2 separate regions of the Arachis hypogaea genome follow, and region 1 is linked to region 2. The links are chromatin contacts, called in public Hi-C maps. All regions are on one chromosome and are shown on one strand. The core of a region is the stretch at or near the end of the contact, and the rest is flanking DNA. Distances in the headings are between cores, read along the strand shown.

Region 1 (4,695 bases), core at 509-3,008, 160 kb before region 2:
TATCAACAATCCTTCGTCACACAAGGCGAAAGTGATAGCTGAAATACACAAGACCAAATGGTCATTCCTTGTCATGGACCTCACTAGCCGCGTCTTGTCCTCCCACCTGTTGGTAAGGCACCAATTCATTTTCTTGTACGTGTCTTCGTCAATAAGTTTTTTCTCTATTAATGATCTATTGCTATGCTATAATCAGCCAAATGTCCCTCATTTGAGCCATTTCACTGGTCAGAGACACACACTCATCCTATCACACGGACACATTGAGGTCGAGGCCACCTACACCAAATTTAGTGGCAAGCAAGACGGTAGCTTCGGGGTCATCTCCGGAGGCTAGGCACATTTTGCTAGCCTGTGCAAATTCGAGCCCGGAGGTGTGGGATCTTTGAGGTCATGTCAACTGAGCCAGTCACAGTACTGCAGGTCCGATGGAGCAACGACGCTGCAAGCTCCTGAATCTTGCTATCCTTATGTTGTTAACCAGACTTGTATTTTGTGGATTATCTTTATGTATCACTTTTTGAGAATTTCATTACCTGATGTACTCATTCCTGGGAAAACAATGTACTACGTTTCTTGATACAGTTACTATTAACCACATATCGCAGGGGTGTTGTTTGCGTACAATGTTCATGCCTTCTACTGCGACCTGTTATTGCGTCGCAGCTTGGTCACCCAAACTGAATTCCATTAGCAATGCTTACATTACACTTGCTAGTACTGTTTTACTTCAGTTGGTTGCTCCATTATTAATTCTGTGCATTTTATGTCTTTTAACTTTTGGTGTAAATACAACGACTTAATAAGGACAGATAAATATTTCTCATATACCAAATTAAGGTTAATCTTGAAATCAGTTGCGATTGAATATCACAACATTTGCATCTGCATCAAGAATTTCCAGGTACATGTCCAATTGTCTATATAGAAGTGCTACTTGACCAGTTGTACAGGAGGGTTGGGATAACATTATTAACGTGTGGAACAGTATTCAGCCCTTTTTTTCGACGGGAGTCCAAGTCCATTACGATGATCCAACCCGAATTCAACAACTTCCCCATCCCCACACAAGTTCCTCTCCTCCACGCGGGTCTTGTATCTTCGTTTCCACCTCCATTACCGCTGTCTTACGAACTTCTTCTTCGAAACACCGTTTCACGCGACCGCATCCTCATAGTTTCGCTGTGTCTTCAAAGCGGCTGTGTCCTGTCTCCCAAGATCTGCAACGCTCACTAGGTGCCGTCGCCGCTCTGTATTAGACCGTCAAACACCTCCACCATTCAATCTCCCATCCTCGAACCCTCTCATTGGCATCGAGTTCCATCGATGGGCTTACGGAGCTCTCCCTAAGTGGCCGACGTCGTGCCGATGCCTCACCTCACCAAATCTCCTCTCCATTTCATCACCGCCATGCGAATGATGACTATTAGAACGTCGATGATAATTATGTGTGCTTTTTTGGGGTCTGGGTCTTGTTTCACACGTTTTTTTGGGGGGATAATGGTAGCCCACGATCCAGATATCATAATGAACAAAAAAGTTAACCCATTTCATCCAAAAAACTAATAAACCGAGTCATAAGAGTTAAATGAAACCAAACCAAGTTGAACCGGTTTATAATTTTATCAAACTTTGGATCAAATACATAATTTCCAATGAATCTCGTACCGATGCAATTCTGGCCATTAAAATAGCATCTTTCCATCTGGTCCATCAAGGTTCGGATAATACTTTTCCCACAAAAAACAAAGCCATAAATATATTACTGAATCCAATCATTAGGGAAAAGAAAGGAAATTGAATTTGAACAGAAATTATCCGGAATCTCTCTCCGTTATGATTAGTGAAAGAGAATGAAAGTGAGAAGTGCAAATTATGACTTATGAGGGACTAATACGGAAGCAGTTTATATATGATTTGCTTCGAAGTTAGAATGTCTTGAAAAGGATATTCCCTAATTTCATATCATACGTGCTTTGCTCAAATTCCCAAAAACCGCACACACATGATAACATCACAATTCGCACACAAAACAAAACGTTGGACCGTTCTTGTTATTTCAGTTTCCGTTTTGTGGCTCACACAAACAACCTCCGCCATCCAAATTCCCATGTCCAATTCTTAATTCCAAAAGGGAAAGAAAAGAAGAGAAAAAAAAAAATCTCTCTTTCCCCTAAACCCCTTTTGATTCCAAATTCCAAAAGGGGATAATCATTGTTCACTTCTCAATTCTCAATCACAAGAACGAAGAACACTGCTTTTCATTGACACCTCAGCTTCCCCCGCAGGCTGATCTCGAACTTGCGGGAAAAAGAAAGAAAGGAAGAGAAGATCTCTTTTTGACGAAAACCCTGGTTTGCTTTTCACCAAACAGCTTCAACTTGTAATCTTTTTGGAGTCTCATTTGCTGTAATTTTTGTGTTCAATTGTTCTGTTTTCCTTCTTTTCTCAGGTTTCTGTGTTTGCGGGTCACCATGGAGATCGACAGAGCAATCAGGGAGTGTAGCGATAGAAGGCTTCAAACCAAGTACAATAACGCCACCTATGTTATTCAGAGAGCTTTGGCTTTGTATTCGTAAGTATTTCTATGACTATGAGCTGGGATTTGCTGATTTATTGGGTGGTTGTTATCCTAGACTTAGAGAGCTTGATTTGAGTCTGGGATTGGATTTTATTTATTGGTTGGTTTGTAGTTGTTTTAACTAGAAAGATGAATATACACTCAATGTGGATGGATGTTTGATTCATGTTGGATCTATTTTGTCAAAATTCTTGGGTAATATTGAATTTCCTTCCTCGGTTGTATTGTCCTTTTTGGAAATGATTGGCTGCCTGAAGATAGTCACCGGAATTTCCGTGTTAATGAAAATGTAACCAATGGCTGATGGTGTGCGGACAAGGTTTTGCTAGGTCTATGTTAGTCGAAGAGATTTATCGGTCATGCCTGTATTGAACTATAAAAGAAAATGGTGATCTTAATTTTCAATCTCATCATTGTAATTTTACTGGTGCTGCATGTATTAATGTGTTTCTTCATACAGCATTGAAGAGGTTGCTTTCAGTTTCAATGGTGGAAAGGATTCAACGGTAAGTTTTAACATGTGTATTTTAGTTCTTTTTTTTTAATCATCCATCAGTATTCATGAGCTTGTTAATGTGACAATAAGCTTTGACATGCAGGTTTTGTTACATCTACTTAGGGCGGGCTATTTTTTGCATAAAGGGGGACAAAATAGTGCCAATGGGGATCTGAACGATTTTCCAATTAGAACAATATATTTTGAGACTCCTAGTGCTTTCCCAGAAATTAACTCATTCACTTATGATACAGCTGCCACGTTAGTGAAGCTTTCTCTTCCTTATACTTTTGATTATTCTTTGAATTGTAATTGCAGTGTAGATAACATGGAAAAGAGATATTTTCTTCTTTCTGATAATTTGTTCTTGAGCAGCTATGGTTTGCAAATTGACACCATTTGCACAGATTTTAAATCTGGTTTGGAGGCTTTGCTAAAGGAGAAGCCAATTCGAGCAATTTTCCTTGGAGTTCGAATTGGAGACCCTACTGCGGTATTCCTATTGTTTCACCATGAGAGGGCCTTTTTCAATTGTCTTGTTTTTTTTTTCTCTCTGATTTATTGACTCCTAAACGCGAAAGCCCATTCTGTTATTCTACGTCATAAGATTTTACTCAGATGCTTGACACTTTTTAAAAGCAAAATCTAGAAGCAATTTACAAAAGAGAAAATTTTGCATATACAATCCTTAATCAAAAGCGATGTCTATACTTATCATAGATATACGTTATGAGGAAAAAATTAGTTACATAATAAGTTTCAATGTTCTAAATGTAGCTTATTACATTACATGCCGTTAAAGCTTCAAAATGTTCCCAATGCAGTAGTCGAGTAACATTGTCAGTAATACCATTAATCCCAAAATGCATCTTTTATGCTTTAAACTAACATTTGATTAGCATGGTTTCTGAAAATAGGAATATTGAATATTCTATTTATATGTGCCCTCTAATCTTTCAGGTTGGCCAGGAACAATTCTCCCCTAGTTCACCTGGGTGGCCAGCTTTTATGAGAGTGAATCCCATTTTAGATTGGTCATACAGGTTTGGTCCTTTGTTATAAAGTGTTTCTCTTTACTGCTTAGTTTCTTTTAATTTGAGATTAGTGAACACAATAATGATCTGAAAAACATGGTTCTCTTATAACCACATGTGTGATTGGTGCTAACTTATCGTCTTATCCAATAATCCTTTCATTTAATCATAAAATTCACACTGAAAGTGTCTACCTTCACATACTTATTTATTAGTGGTGGCTGAAATGCATTTGTTCCTGAAACAGTAGTACTAGAGATAGAAGTTAGATATGAAACTTTGTGGCTATTGGTTGTTTGGGCAGTAGTACCACTTATAGTATAGGTGGACCACTTCTTAGGTCTTAGCTATTTCCAAACTTCTTTTTGAGCACTCATTTTCATCTACATATCTAAGCTTTTCCCTTTTGGATACAGCCATACAATATTTCTAGTCAATTCTTGCCTAGTATGTAATTTTTCATAAATCTTTAATGCTGTTGCTTAATCAATGTAGTTCATCCCACTTGGTGGAAGAAAACTTGCTTGTTGCCATAGTTTAATAGTTGTTTTATATAATTTTCCTTCTTTTCAGTATTCAGAACT
Region 2 (5,427 bases), core at 2,759-5,258:
GGGACTCATAATAGTCCTTGAAGAATTTTCCGTTCTTCAGAATCTTAAAACGATGTCGTTTTGAGAAGTAAAACAAAAAAAAACAAAAAAAAATATTGGAAACGACGTAGTTTTATGTTTATTAAAAAAAAGAAAGAAAAAAAATAAAAACACGTTAAACCCCTCCCATTCCCCTCCCTTTCCCTTCCTCAACTCTTCCCCTTCTCCAACCTACCCTTTCCCCTTCCCCTTCTCTCACTCACAAGCAAGTTTTCCTCAATCCTCTTTGTCGCCGGCCTCCATTTCGGTGCCGCGCCGATCGCCCCTCCCTAACCTACCCTTTCCCCTTCCCCTTTTCTCACGCTCCCAATCTGCTTCTCCGCACCACCACGAGATCCAAGTGCTCTTCGACTTCGCCGTCCAGATTTCACACTCCCACTATTTTCAAGCACTCTGTCAACCACCCCAACCCTCCGTCGCCACCGTCATCGCTCTCGAGCCCGCCGCACTCGCCGGCGACTCTAAAGCCCACCAACAGCTCCACAACGAGGCAGGCGCTCCAGGCCACAAACAGAATGTCTCTCACGGTCAGCTCCAAGCGCTCTCCATTGTCCTGACTGACAGCCCCCTCTCTACTTGTTGCCGTCTGCTCTCTGTTCTTCTCTTTGTCTCCCTCTGCATTCTTCTTCTCTTCTCTGCGGCAAAGGTGAGTTTTTTTTTTAGTTATTTAATTATTATTGTTTAATATTTTGGATGATTATTGCTACTGATGACTGTATTTTAATGTAGTTTCCAAGGTTGATTTTTTGTTGTTTTTGATTCTGTAATTGTTGCTTTTTTTTGTGATTGATGCTTATTATTTAGGTTAATTGATCTTTTCTAATTGTTGTTGGTTTTTTTGTGATTTTTTGTAATTGTTAGTTTTTTTAACTCTGTGATTTTTGTTGGTTCTGATGATGTTGTTCTTGTTGCTACTATGAAATTGAAGAAGAAGAAGAAGAAGAATGAAAAAGAGAATTGGTGAAGATAAGGATTAGTTTTTTTTTTAATAAATACAAAACGACGTCGTTTTAGTCCAGCTCAGTTTTCCGGTAGTAAGGATGGACGAAAATTATTTCAAGGACTACTATGAGTCTTGGAGTGCAATTTCAGGGACAAATTTCAGGAATTATTAACTTCAGAAATTACTTCGAGGCTCAAGTGCAACTTCAGGGACTACTTTGAGACTTATCTCTACTTTAAGAGGTATTTATACACCTCATATTAAGTTAAAAATAAAAAACCTATACCTAATAACATAAAAGTCTATTTTGCTAACTAAATAAAATCAAAATGTATAAAATTAAATAAAATATTCTAACACTTAATAATATAAACTAATAACTACTAAATAATACTTACACTTATCATATCATGAACATCTCTGAAGCATGTATTACTCTTCCTTTTTTAAAAAATATTCATTTTTAAATCTTCTGGTTGAAAAAGATAGTATAAGAAAAAAACAAATAGAAAGAAGAAAAAGATTATTTTTTTTCTTTTTCTTTTTTTTCTTTTTTTTTTTAGATTACACAACCCTTTTTTTTTTCAAGAACATAAACGTAACGCAAGAATGATGAAGATGTAACAATAATTTTTTTTTTGTTAGAATATAGAAAAAATAAACATAGAATCTAAAAACTTGAGATCTTATACTAAATGATAAAAAAATGAATAGATAAATAAAAAATAAATTAAAATTAAATACAAAAGAATCATTTTACCTTATTTGTATATGTCATAGTTTGGGATAAATTAAAATTACATAGAAAAAATTACTCTACCTTTTAATGAGGATTTTTTAGTCTATGCTTAGTTGTTTTGTTGTTAGGATTTATTAGAAGATTTGATTTAGTTATGATTTGTTCAGTAGTATTTTTAAAAAGTTTAAATTTAAATCAAACCTAATCTAATCTAATAAAGATCAAATTTGATTTAAATTAAATTATCTTTAGAAATTTAAATTCAAATTAAATATCTAAAAAGATTTAGCTCATTCTTAAGTTGATCTGTGAAGAGTCTATTTAAAGATTCCTTGATACTCTTTCTGAATTGATTTTGATGAATGAAAATTTTTTTGAGTTTCTTTGAGAAACTTGCATTAGTTCAGAAGAGGTAAAGTAATTCTCTTAACTGTTATATTAAGAAATTAAAGTGGGGTAAATGAGTCCCTTTTTTTGATTTTTTATCTTACTCTCAATTACATTCTGTATCACTTTCTATCTAATTTCTAATGGAACAAAAAAATGACTCAATCAATCTTATTTATTCACACCATAATTTCATCACAAAATTATTAAGTGTAGTTTTACTCCTTTAACCTCCATCTCTTTAACTAAGGGTTACAATGGTTTAAGAGGATATTTACTCCTAAATTTTTTATGGACATCATTAACACAAAATATTGGTATGAGAATCCATTTTTTTTTTATGCAAATAGATCAATTAACATTTTTTTTTCTGTTTTGTTATTATTTGTTGACCAATTATGGGTTGAAAACAATTTTTTTTTCCTAAAATTATAGATTGGTATTAACTGTGAAAAAACTTAAAATCTCTTATGAAACTCTCATCTTAAGATATTTTTTTCATTGACCCACTATTACATTATACTAATTCCATTAGTAGGAAGAATGTTTTGAAAATGGACTTTTTTAATTTTTTCTCTCAATTGTTATTTTATAGTTTTTTTTTTATCATACATTCTTTAAGTGGGACAAAAAAAAATATGAGAGAAGATGTTGAATAATAAAAAATCATACTTGACAAAACAATTGAAAAAAAAAAATTAAAAAGATCCATTCTCAACTCTCAAGTATTTATAGTGTAACAATTTTTCTTCATTGTTTTTTTAGAAATATGGTAAGTGCAATGCCTACATATTAATAAAAGATCTTCATCTGAATTATTAATGAACACCTTATAATTTCAACTAATAATAATAATAATAATAATAATAATAATAATAATATGTTGATGAAAAATTGTCTACATCTGAAAACTTAAAAGAATAAAAATACAAAGTATAAGAAAGACCCATTTGGGAGGAACAAAACCAAATAAACAAGACTACTAGTGGTGTCGCACATGAGATGATGGATGACATACAAGTAAAATTTGTCCAGAAAGACAACCAACAGGGGGTTAGCAGCACTAGTAGTGTTGGGTAGTTTCACATTAATAAGAATATGCATTAAATTTGTATTGTAATTTGTAAAATGGTAATGGACCAAACGACACTAAGAGCAAAACCGTGTTGAATTATGTTTAGTGATTGAGATATAATAAACACAAGGCTGTTTTTTATCGGATTCTATGCCTTTTGCATCCAACAAAAAATGTGTAACATGGGTCAGTTTCTTTGAGTCTTTGTAGTCTAGATGCGTCACATCCATTCCTATGTGTGCCATGATGCATGCCTTGCCTTGCCTTTGCTCCTTTATATTTAATTAATAACAAAAGAGTTTACTCCATGTAAATATGAATAATAATCATTTTTATTACGTAATTATATATAATTTTTTTATAATTGACAATATATTAAAAATAAATTCGTAATAGAATGTATACAAGTTGTTTCAATAGTTGTGTCTTGAGTATTAAGAAGTTAAATTTGGGTATGAAAATCACATGAGAATTTTATTAAAATGATAAAATTGGTACCGAGATAAAGTAACTAATAAATTCCGATGTTAAACCGTAATACATTCTTCTTTTTTACTAATTTACCAATATATTCAGTAGCTATTCATGCTTCGTTTTATTCGATAAAATTTTTAATTCGAATTTTAGCCAAAAAAAAAAATCCTCATTAAAAGAGGTAGTTACAGTTTGTCTAAAGAGACTTATAAACAAATAATTGAATAATCGAAAACAGATTGTGATTGGTTGACACTTGTCAGAAGGTGGCACGTTTCTGTGCCACCATGCAGCTCATGTTGTGCTGGAAGTAAGTCTGTATAAGATTGTAACTGCTAATAACTGATGCTAATAGAAATAGTTATAATCCCTGTGTTGTTGTTTTTCTGTTTCTAAAATGGTTGTAGACTTGTAGTCATCATGTTTTCCTCCACCCTTTTCCTATTCCCTTGGATGGTGTATTCACCTATCCAAACCAGATGTAGCACTACCATGTGCTTCCCTGTCCTATCCAAATGAACTTGCTTGTTTGTTTGAAAGATATTGTTGCCTCAACTAAATGCGAGTTTGATCAATTGAAATAGTATGAGAAACAAATTTTGTATTTTAGTAATTAGAGTTATTTTTCACTAATTATGGTTTAGGGTTTATAAAATTGAGTCTTTTTTTAGAAATAGAGTGAAATTTGATAACAATGCAGAAAATGACAAGGGAATAAGTATTTTTGTTTTATTTTTTTGTTTCTTTTAATTCTTTTTTATTTTTTAAAACAATACTACATGTTTGTCAAAATTTATTATTTTTAGCCAATACTTTATACTTTAAATACTAAATTCTAAAACATAAATCTTAATAGTATTAAAATAACATTAGCTAAAAATGTTGTCTAATATTAATAAAAAAATTTACATATGCATTGAATTACGTAACTACATGTTAGCAAAAATAACTACTTTTTTCCATTAACCGCATAACATAAATGATGGTTCAAAAGAACGGATACAATTGGACGACGATGTAAAAAGTTTTACACTTTCAGTCAATCAAAATTAAACTCTTAATAAAAAGTGTTCACCCCTTAATATTTCTCATAATATTTTTTATACTCTAGTTTTGTTCCTTTTTTTATTTGTTTCCTTTTTATTTTTGGTATTGAATTTTTTTTCTTTCTTTTTTGGGTCAGATTTTTTTTTTTTGTTTTGATTTTGTTTTCTACTTTTCTTTCTGACAATGCCATTTGAGGCCCAACTTGGGCCTAATTTACTGAATTTGGAAGATTTGGCGCAAATTACATGAGGGCCCAAGAAGCCCACTAAACCGTTATCCGCCTATGTAGGAAACTAGAAAGAGCGTGTGTGTGCTGTCTCTTCCGCCAAGAAGCCAGCAGCCATGCCTGCAACTCCATTTTCGTCGTGCTCGTACCTCATCCTTCAGCCACGCTTCAACTCCTACTTCAACCCTCTCTTCCGTTCCTTCACCTACCAGCTCTCTACTTCACTGCTCTCCTTCAATGGAATCAAGTTCACCGCCGCCAGAATCCACTCTTCACTCTCGCCGGCGGCGGAGACCGAGTCTCAGAGCGGCGGTGGCGGAAGGTCTGGAGCTTTATCTCCCGGTCCTATAGTCGCTGGAGAGGTGCAGAGGATCGACGTGAACCCTCCCAAGGGGACGCGTGATTTCCCCCCCGAGGAAATGCGCTTGCGCAACTGGCTCTTCAACAATTTCAAAGAGGTTTTATTTGATTTTTCACTTGAATTTACTTGAAAAGCT

Evidence for each region. A called contact is a pair of places that touch in the nucleus more often than the background predicts.
Region 1: a Hi-C map of leaf shows a contact between it and region 2, with 4 times the contacts expected there. The contact joins the promoter of LOC112754202 here to the promoter of LOC112754190 in region 2. A contact is called at or near these places in 3 of 8 Hi-C or Micro-C datasets (all in leaf).

What each region holds. Positions count from the first base shown.
Region 1 is chr16:49,877,030-49,881,724 of arahy.Tifrunner.gnm2.J5K5, reverse strand. It overlaps LOC112754202, which reads left to right and starts at 1,758. Exons shown (of 17, transcript XM_025801767.3): 1 at 1,758-2,354; 2 at 2,453-2,575; 3 at 3,042-3,087; 4 at 3,181-3,338; 5 at 3,453-3,570; 6 at 4,038-4,120. The coding sequence starts at 2,475.
Region 2 is chr16:49,723,503-49,728,929 of arahy.Tifrunner.gnm2.J5K5, reverse strand. LOC112754190 (histidine--tRNA ligase, chloroplastic/mitochondrial) reads left to right here and starts at 4,008. Exons shown (of 11, transcript XM_025801757.3): 1 at 4,008-5,388. The coding sequence starts at 5,047.